Regions from separate parts of the Gossypium hirsutum genome. Here region 1 is linked to region 2. Evidence: chromatin contacts called from public Hi-C data. All regions are on one chromosome and are shown on one strand. Each heading gives the region's core, a stretch centred on a gene start, on an enhancer-like site or on the middle of the called end of the contact. The rest is flanking DNA. Distances are from core to core; before and after follow the strand shown. Region 1 holds the start of LOC107949829 (NAP1-related protein 1). Region 2 has its middle 14 kb from the start of LOC107949922.

What was found. Hi-C and Micro-C count contacts between places; a contact is called where the count stands out from the background.
Region 1: a contact with region 2 is called in a Hi-C map of leaf, with 2.7 times the contacts expected there. The contact joins the promoter of LOC107949829 here to the enhancer-like site in region 2. A contact is called at or near these places in 4 of 34 Hi-C or Micro-C datasets (callus, hypocotyl and leaf).

What each region holds. Positions count from the first base shown.
Region 1 is chrD03:37,900,612-37,905,036 of Gossypium_hirsutum_v2.1, reverse strand. It overlaps LOC107949829 (NAP1-related protein 1), which reads left to right and starts at 1,691. Exons shown (of 10, transcript XM_016884601.2): 1 at 1,691-2,235; 2 at 2,880-3,002; 3 at 3,107-3,157; 4 at 3,327-3,398; 5 at 3,553-3,663; 6 at 3,752-3,813; 7 at 4,376-4,425. The coding sequence starts at 2,107.
Region 2 is chrD03:37,840,972-37,845,650 of Gossypium_hirsutum_v2.1, reverse strand. No RefSeq gene overlaps it. Among protein-coding and RNA genes, the nearest start is that of LOC107949922, 14 kb to the right of the region's middle. Within about 2 kb of position 2,125, at least 9 of the 9 cell types and tissues checked have an H3K27ac peak or open chromatin away from gene starts, as enhancers often do. A contact at or near this core is called in hypocotyl and leaf, where this site is marked.

The DNA.
Region 1 (4,425 bases), core at 442-2,941, 60 kb before region 2:
GTAATGTGAAGTAAGTATGATATTGAAAAATTGTGCATATGAAATTATCCATTTAGCTACATGAATGCTATACTTTTGTTGTGCTGGAATCCCTTGCTCAAAACTTACTAAGCATAAATTGCTTACTCCGTCTCCTTGATTCTCTGTTTTATAGATTTTGGTTCTCCAGCTATCGGACTCGGGATTTTGAAGTCGAAGTCGCCCACACTATCAAAGCCCCCTTTTGGTACAATTTTGGTTGAACTTCGAAATGGCATGTATAGGACTACCCTTTTGTTGTGGGTCATGGACCCTTTGGACTTGTATAATTTTGGATAGCCATGCGAAAATGGCTTATATATGTTTGAGTATAATGTTATAATCATTTGGTATGAATATGGTTATTGAGAGGTGTGGATATGCTTAACAAGGATTGGCCATGGGAATGGTTAATCACTATCATAAATTGTGCTATTTATGCTAAAAGGGCTAGTTGAATCATGGAAACTATGAAATAGGTAAAGTCTACCTTAAAGGCAGATGCTGACAGCAGCAGTGATGTAGATTTGGAAAATCACTAAAAATAGTAGGAATGAAATTAAATAGTGAATAAATTATGTAAACGAACCTTGATGAATCTATTTTCATAGGAAAGTAACGAAACGATCATATGGACAGTATGTTAAGAGATATTCAGGTTCTCGTAAGACAGGGCCAGAACGGTTTCTGGATTCCTTGTTTCGACTTTGGAAATTCATTATAAATTAACCAGAGATAATTAGGAGTCATGCCATATATGTATAGATTCCTCTTTGAGTCTAGTTTCTATAGAAACAAACGACATCAGTATTGAAGCCCTGTACAGGGAGATATCCAAGTCGTAATGCGCAAAGGTCAGTGTAGTCGATCCCTGTAACATGGGAGACTTTGACTAATAAACTGTACTAATTGGCCCAACCAAAAATTCTAGAAAAAAATATGTAGATGGGCATATTAGTCTAGTTTCAGGGAAAATTTACGGAACTGGATTCCAAGTTTCTGAACTCAAGATATGATTTTTAAAGCGACTAGTACGCAGATTGGCAGTGTCTGGGAATTTTTTTTTATAAGTGGTTTAAAGTCTGTTAACACCTCGTGTTCGACTCCGGTGACGGTCTCGGGTTCGGGGTGTTACAGTACTAATTAGGTCTTTTAGTGTTTAGGTTAGAATAGATCTAGCACTCGCCTCCCTTGGGTACGATCCTAGGAGTACTTACCTACTTTGTTGTAACACTATGTTACAACTCGATTTTTAATTGATTAAAGGAGCAGAGAAGAAAAGATGACACGAAAAGTTGAGAATGCGAAAAAGGCAATGTTCTAGAGATTTTTTTCCTCAAAAATAGAATTGGTATAATTAGCTTTAAGTCCCTTGAATTACTTGAATACAAAAATAACTTTACGTACAATGACACATGAAATCTTATCATTGGATCACGTGCTTCAATAGGTTAAAAATTATCACTGTTTATCAAATGTAAAAATAATTTTTTTGAAAAATTTAGGTACCACATTAGAAGATTTGTCTAAATTTACATCCCAAATGTTATCCTTATAATTCTTAATTTAAATATAATAATAAAATATAAAGATTTGAAAGGTTAAAATTAAATAAAAATAAAGTGGCATTAGTTTTTTTTTATATTTATACAAAGATATCAAAGTTTGTAATGTAAACTAACCAACCAACCTTATCTATGGACACAATGGGTTGAAGTACTACCTACCGCAAGGCACGCAGAAAGATTCTGTTTCCGAACATCAGAACTCAAAAATATCCGAATCCATCCTTGAATTACCCTTACTACCCTCAACATCTCACAATTAAATGACCTTAGTAGCCTCATTACAGGTGTCAGCTCCCAACTGAACAGATATAAACTCCCAAAACCCTAGCATTCTCTACTCTTTCTCTCTCACTCACTCACTCACTCACTCGCTTTTGTCCCCGTAGATATCAGAGGGAAAACACAAGAAAAACAGAACTAGGGTTTTAAAGAGAAAGGGAGCAAAAGTGAGAGAGAGGAGAGAAGAGGCAGAAATTTTTAGGATTAGGGTTTTATTATATTGTTCTCTAGGGTTTAGAAAATGGTGGCCGACAAAGGAAAGAAGATGAAAGTAGCAGAGAAAGTAGAGGAAGAGAACCATGATCAAATAGATGGAGACCTCGTCATTTCCATCGAGAAGCTTCAAGAGATCCAAGGCGAGCTTGAGAAGGTCCATTTTTATCTACATGCCGCTTTTTCATTTATATAATGCGTGTATATGCTGATTTCCTTTTTCTTCTCATTTCTCCCTTGTTTAAGGTGTATGAGCTGGAAAATTAGCAAATTTTAGAATTTTTTAAATAAAAAATTTGGATTTCCTTGTGTTTTTTTATGGTATAATGTTAATTGAATGATGTTTTAAGTGTCAAAGTATTGTATTTGCTGTAATTTCAATTGCGGGTCGATGAAATAAATGTTTAAAATTTACTGCTCTGGTCGTTAATATTTGTACTTTATCGGCTTTGTATGCTGTTTTTATGTTGGGTTCATCTGAATTATTGTGCTAAGCTTTGTTTTATATGTATATTTATTTGGTGATCTAATGTTGATTGTTAATTCTTGCATCTGATCATCTTTGTAGTATGATTGAGTCCTTTAATGTTTTCTTCCGTGTATCTAAGTGTCCCCTAGCTTTGTTAAGCACAATTTTGATTTCTTCTTTTATTTGTGAAGTTACTTTGGATTATTATGTCTTATTGCGAGGCAGGTGATTTAATGTGGCTATGCTTGCATACAAGCGTACAGATGAAGTGGTAAATGTCACATGTGGTGTTTCTGATTGTAAGCTTTTCGGTTCTGTTTTTTTGGTTGTAGATCAATGAAGAGGCAAGTGAGAAAGTCTTGGAAGTGGAGCAGAAATACAATGAAGTTCGCAAACCGGTCTATGATAAGCGGAATGAAATCATCAATTCAATTCCTGATTTCTGGTTAACAGCTGTAAGTTATTCTGTTCTTCCGTTCTTAATATGGTGAACAATTTGTTAAATTTGTTTACATGTTCAGAAGAATGTATTAAATTGACTTGCATTCTTCATGTGCAGTTCTTGAGCCATCCTGCTCTTGGTGATCTTTTGACTGAAGAGGATCAGAAGGTTTAATGTCACTTCTTTCCCAAAATGAACTTATCATTTTGCGCTTATTTTACTTTCCAACATTGATTTTTGATTTTGTTTTTTATAGATGTTTCTTGATGTTTGCCTGAATTTTGTGAATTCTTTCTTATTTATTGATCTTCTTATTTTCAATTATTATTCTTGGTAGATATTCAAATATATTAACTCACTTGAAGTGGAGGATTTTAAAGATCTGAAATCTGGATACACTATCACATTTGTAAGTTTATTCATATTCCTATTCTTACCTTATTTTTGGTGATTGAAGTTGCTCTTAATTTCATTTGCTTGCATTGAACTACTGTTAGAAGAAACATAATTCATACTCTAATATATCTGATGATTTGTTGACCGGCTTTATTATAATTTTTCAGAATTTTAATTCCAATCCGTACTTTGAAAATACAAAGCTTACAAAGACCTTTACCTTCCTTGATGATGGAACCAAAATTACTGCTACCCCAATCAAGTGGAAAGAGGGCAAGGTAAGACCTTCTCTTTTGATGACTATCCTGCTTCTTGTTTTATGTTTTCCTTGGATATCATATGAAATTATTTTCCTTAAATGTTAAGGGCTTGCCAAATGGAGTTAATCATGAGAAAAAAGGAAACAAGCGACAACTTGCCGAAGAAAGGTTTGTTTATCATACCCATCAGTCAATTTTTCTCAGGCTTAGGACTTGAGTAACATAAAACTTGAGATCAGTTTATTAATATCTCCATCACTCCATGCTGTGAAATGCAGTCACTTTGTGTGGCGTGCTATGTTATAAGAGTTGGATCGGTGGTTGGACTGGTCAGACAGCCGGTTACTAGTCCAACCAGTTGAGCAATAGTTAAATAAATAATAAAAGTTAAAAAAAACATAACTGATTGGACTGCCTTTTTCTGGTCATGGTTCCCAGTTTTCTTCCGGTTCATAGCAGTTTGCTCTATTCGTGGTTATATATCATTGTCAAACTGGTTGGACCACTGGTTCCCAGTTCAACCGGCTGGTCCAGTCCGCTTCTGACAATACTGGTGGTGTTTCTATAACTGCTATGTATTTATATATATATGCATGTACATATTTGAAATTTCTTATAATATGTTGTGAAGTTCATATGCATTTATGCCACTTGTATTTGATCCTTCATTTATGAGTCACACTGCAAACCAATTCTGTATTGTGCTAAATTTTATCAACATATAACACAGCTTCTTTACCTGGTTTGCTGATGCTCAGCAAAAAGATGACATGGATGAAA
Region 2 (4,679 bases), core at 876-3,375:
CAGACAAAGAATACAACAATGAGAAAAAACTAACAACTTCTATTTGAAGTTCTTTATCATCATAGCACTAAACACCACCGATCTTCAAAGTAGAGATCTTGTTAAACTTACACTTAGAGAGAGTTTTGTTTTGAAAAAGCTTTGTGTTTCTGTCCCCTTGTTGAATTCAATCTACCCGAGAATTTTGCATCCAAAGTAACTTTTCCTCATCAAGCACTTTTTCAAATTCGAAACACAGATCCATTTCAAGATCCAAATGAAACTTCGAGCACTTATGATCCAAGGTAGCTTGGACACTTTCAATACGACGAGCCAGTGAGCGCTTCCTTGTAGCAATATGCCTATACACTCCTTTATTCCTTTTTTTAAGATCTGATTGGTTAGCATATCTAAACTAGTTTTCCACCTATCCCAAATAAGATGCGAAAATGAAGAGTGTTGGATCCAAGAAGCCAAAAAACAGAATGGCCTGTTGTACCAAATCTGTCTAGTCGACTGTGAAGAAATCAAAATGGGTCAATGATCCAATTTTAGCCAGGGGAAGGTGAAACTGAACAGCGTCTGGGAAAGAATAGAACCGTTCACTATTCCCAATCACCCTGTCCAACCTTTCAAAAACTACACCTCTTCGCTAAGTAAATTTCGGTCCTTGAAAACCAAGGTCCCGTAATCCATTATCTTGAATGAATTTCTGAAACAACTTACAACCTAAGATTGTTGGCCGACCCCTTCTCTTCTAATCCGGAAATAAAAATGAGTTGAAATCCCCTAACAACACCCAAGGGTCCTTAATCGAATGAGCCAAATGATCCAACCGCTCCCAAAGAAAACTACGTAATCGCTTGTCTGGGCTACCATAAACAAATGGCACAAACAACTTCTTAAAAACCAAGTTCTTCTTGATGTAGAAATGGACGAACTGTGGATCATTATTAATAACATGAACCTGAGCACTCTTTTTCCAACAGACCCACAAACCTCCGAATAATCCTCGAGCTTTAATTATGTGCGAACAATCAAACCCAAGCTTGGAAATAATTATCAGCCTTAAGACCACTAATTCTAGACTCAAGAAAAGATGCAACCTCAAAATCATAATCATCCAAATAACTTCTAACTACTCTGAAAAATTTAGGACTAGCTCCCCCTTGACAGTTTCACACGAAAACATTCGGTAACATCATAATCAAAAAGAGATAAGAAGACCAAACCGTTTCAAATAGAAGAAGCATCAATTGCATTAACCTCTGATAGCCCTCCATTCGCAGAATAAGGTTCATTATTTGACTTATCAATCCCGATGTTTTCTGCAATTTTGGACATCGCATCAGGATCCTAGACTTCAAATCTATTACCCTTAACCTTAAGTAAATTGATATTGGGTGGTTTCCTCAACTTTTTAGAACCCCCCTTCTTCATTGACTTGGGATTGTATTTAGCAACAACTAGGGAAGAAGTAGATTTGGCGTTGCATCAGACATGATATTCGGGTCAAAATTCTCCACGAATGAGACCACTGAGTGGAAAGCAGCATCCAACAAAGTTTTCGGAACCCTTTTCACCATAGAAATGTGCTTTCCCCTCACTAACATGTTATTGAAATTTTGGGAAGTCACTTGAGCAGATAGGGTTTTATCTATGCTTAGGTTAGATGAACTTAGGCCAACATGTATAAGAGATAAATCACCAACCAGATCCTCAGATTTATTGCCACCTTTAGAAGAGCTTCCCATTATAATATTGGGCCTGTTAGATTTCTTTATTGGATCCATAAAATTATGGATCAATACATCCTTGGGCCTAGAGTCCCCTTGTTCTTTATCAACCATCATAAAACAAACCTCCTCATCAACTCCCAGTGGGTTGTCATAAATAGAAATCCCTTTGCCCTTAACATTAGCTGATTTTGTATGATCTGTAGCTTGATTTTCAACGGAATTTTTATTCTGAAATTCGTGCAGCACATTAAAGCGTGATCCTTGAAAACCCACCTGTTCCTTTGTCCCATCTCCGGTGGTAGACTTTCTACTAGGTTACGGCTCCGACGAATCACCAACTTCCACTCACCAAACGCCTCCATTTCAACCTGTTTATCAATCTTTTTTCAAGCATCAACCTCCACACTATGAACAGCAACACCTCTCACCGCACTCAGCATAACACCACCCTCCTCCATCGGCCTATTGTGCTTAACCTACGTAAAACAGTTTTCCTTCATATGGTCATAATTCCCACAAGCGAAGCAAACATTAGGAAGAGATTCATACCCCACTCGTTGCACACAACCATCTATTTTAATCTTAGAAACAAGGGGTTTGTTCAAATCCAATAAAATAGCCATGCGAACAAACGTCCATACTGAGCCTTCCCTGTATTATTATCTTAGTTTGATAACACGGCCAATCAATTCTTCGATGGTCTTGATAACATTTCTTCTATACATGAATTCAAGAATCCCAGGGAGTCGAATCCAAGCAACCACACTAGCCGGGAAAGGTTGGGAAGTAGAAAAATTCTCCGACCAAGGTTAAACTGTTAAATATTGCCCATACACAACCTAAGGTCCTTCAGTAGTGCTCTAACATAATCTGCTTTAAATTGGAACTTAACCAAATAATAATAATTTTCTAAATCCATGACACTAATAGGTGTTGACGACTTCCACAGACTATAAATCCTGCTGGTAAGTGCATGATAACCAATCTTTCTTCCAAGCAATTTGACAAGTGACAACTATTGCCCGAGACATGCTCTTATATAAAAGATGATGAACTCGATCAGAAAATCTAACCGATAGCAAATTATCTTTCGTCCCAACAGACACATCCATCCTCTAACAATTGCAAATCATCATCATCTTCCTCTTGTGGTCTCCGATTCGCCAAATCCACAGATTCTACCAACATATCCTTGAAGGACCTACGCCCAACCATATTCATGTCAATCCTCAAGGGATTTCCATTACTGTCCACCCCCATCAACTGATCTTCATGAACAGACTAATCATTCCGAAAGCGAACTTTTTTGGCGGCTTTCTCCTCCACCATGGACAGCGGGAGAGGGGCTGAGATCAAGTCGTTTTCCATCTCCTTTTATCTTTCACTGAATTTAAGTTTTATTATTTTAGGGTACTTAAATTCTTTTTATTTTAACAAAATTAATAAAAATATGTATACAATGGGATTTGAACTCACACCAATTTAATTAATAAAATCTTAAATTTACCTCTCAACCAAAGTTTTATTTTAATTTTTTTATGTATTTTTATTTTAATGTACACAACTTATGTGTTTAAATTTCGTCTCGCTCTCATTTTAATCTAATATTTTCCAATTTAATATGGTACACATTTTATTTATTATTATTAATTAGTTTCAAACTATATGTTTTATTATTTATTATATGTTATTTTCAAGCAAATCACTATATTCCAAATACGTAACTTTCACATGCATACGCGAGTAATAAAATTTTTAATATTTATTTTTATTATAAATTATATTTAAACTGGTGTATCACTTTTTAAAATAATTTTTAATATATTAGTAATTAAGAATTATATATTTATTTATATTATAACATATAATTTATTTTAATTATTTCAAACTAAATTGCAAAATATATAAGGTGATGGGGCAGGTATTGGGTCCCAGCTGCTGTTCAATGCCCAAAGTATTGTACATATTATCACTGACAAACAGGTGAATCATTTTCATTCTCTTTTATAACAATTAGTTTTTAATATTATATGTTATATGTATTTTTACACGATTAATTTTTAAATTTTTTTATTTTAAAAAAATATGTTAATTTTAAAAATAAAAAAAAACATGTATTAATTATAATAATAGTTCATAATAAATAGGAAAGATATTTAAATTAACTTTAATAAACATATTTAATAATAGTGATTAAAAAAATAATTGTTGAAATTTGACTTTTTCTTCAAAATAAAGTCTCAAAATATTTTTCACCTGCACCAAAAAATAACATAAAGATAAAAAAAGAATTTTAAGAGCTCTAGTATAAATTTATAGAAAAAAATTTGAAAAATTAATATCATGATATTATATTACATCATTAATTAATATAATCTTCAATTATCCTCCAATACCATTATTGTTCGAATATATTTTGATTTTGTCTCTTCAAAAAATTGTAAGACGCATCTTCAATTATTTTAAGCTTTTCGAATTTGAATGTTAAAATATAAATTATTGACATGCGTAAAACAGCATTCCCTTTATGTTGATTTTGCAGAATTATCCCATGCTTTCTTAACAGATTTACCCATTAAGCAATGTTGTTTAGTACTATATTTGCTTATTTCCTTTGGGTTTATAGTGCCATGAGCAATAGTGACAGTAGGTTGAGTCCATCCATATTCAATTACCATGCTCTTTCGTCTATTGATAAAATAAAAATCTCCATACGATGTTTCTAATAAGCATAATTTGGCGAGCCAATCATGAGATTCAACATGTCGTCCTAGGTAAATTCTATGTTTGCAGGATGGGGTTTACATATGTTGAAAGTCGGCTCCCTCTAAATTAATCTCTTCACTTACAAACTCATCTTCCATTAGTACTGTAGTGGGCCAATTTAGTCCGGGGCCCAGTAAGACCCAACATCCAAAATCAAAATAAATAAAACTCCAAAAAGAAGGTATATTAAACCGT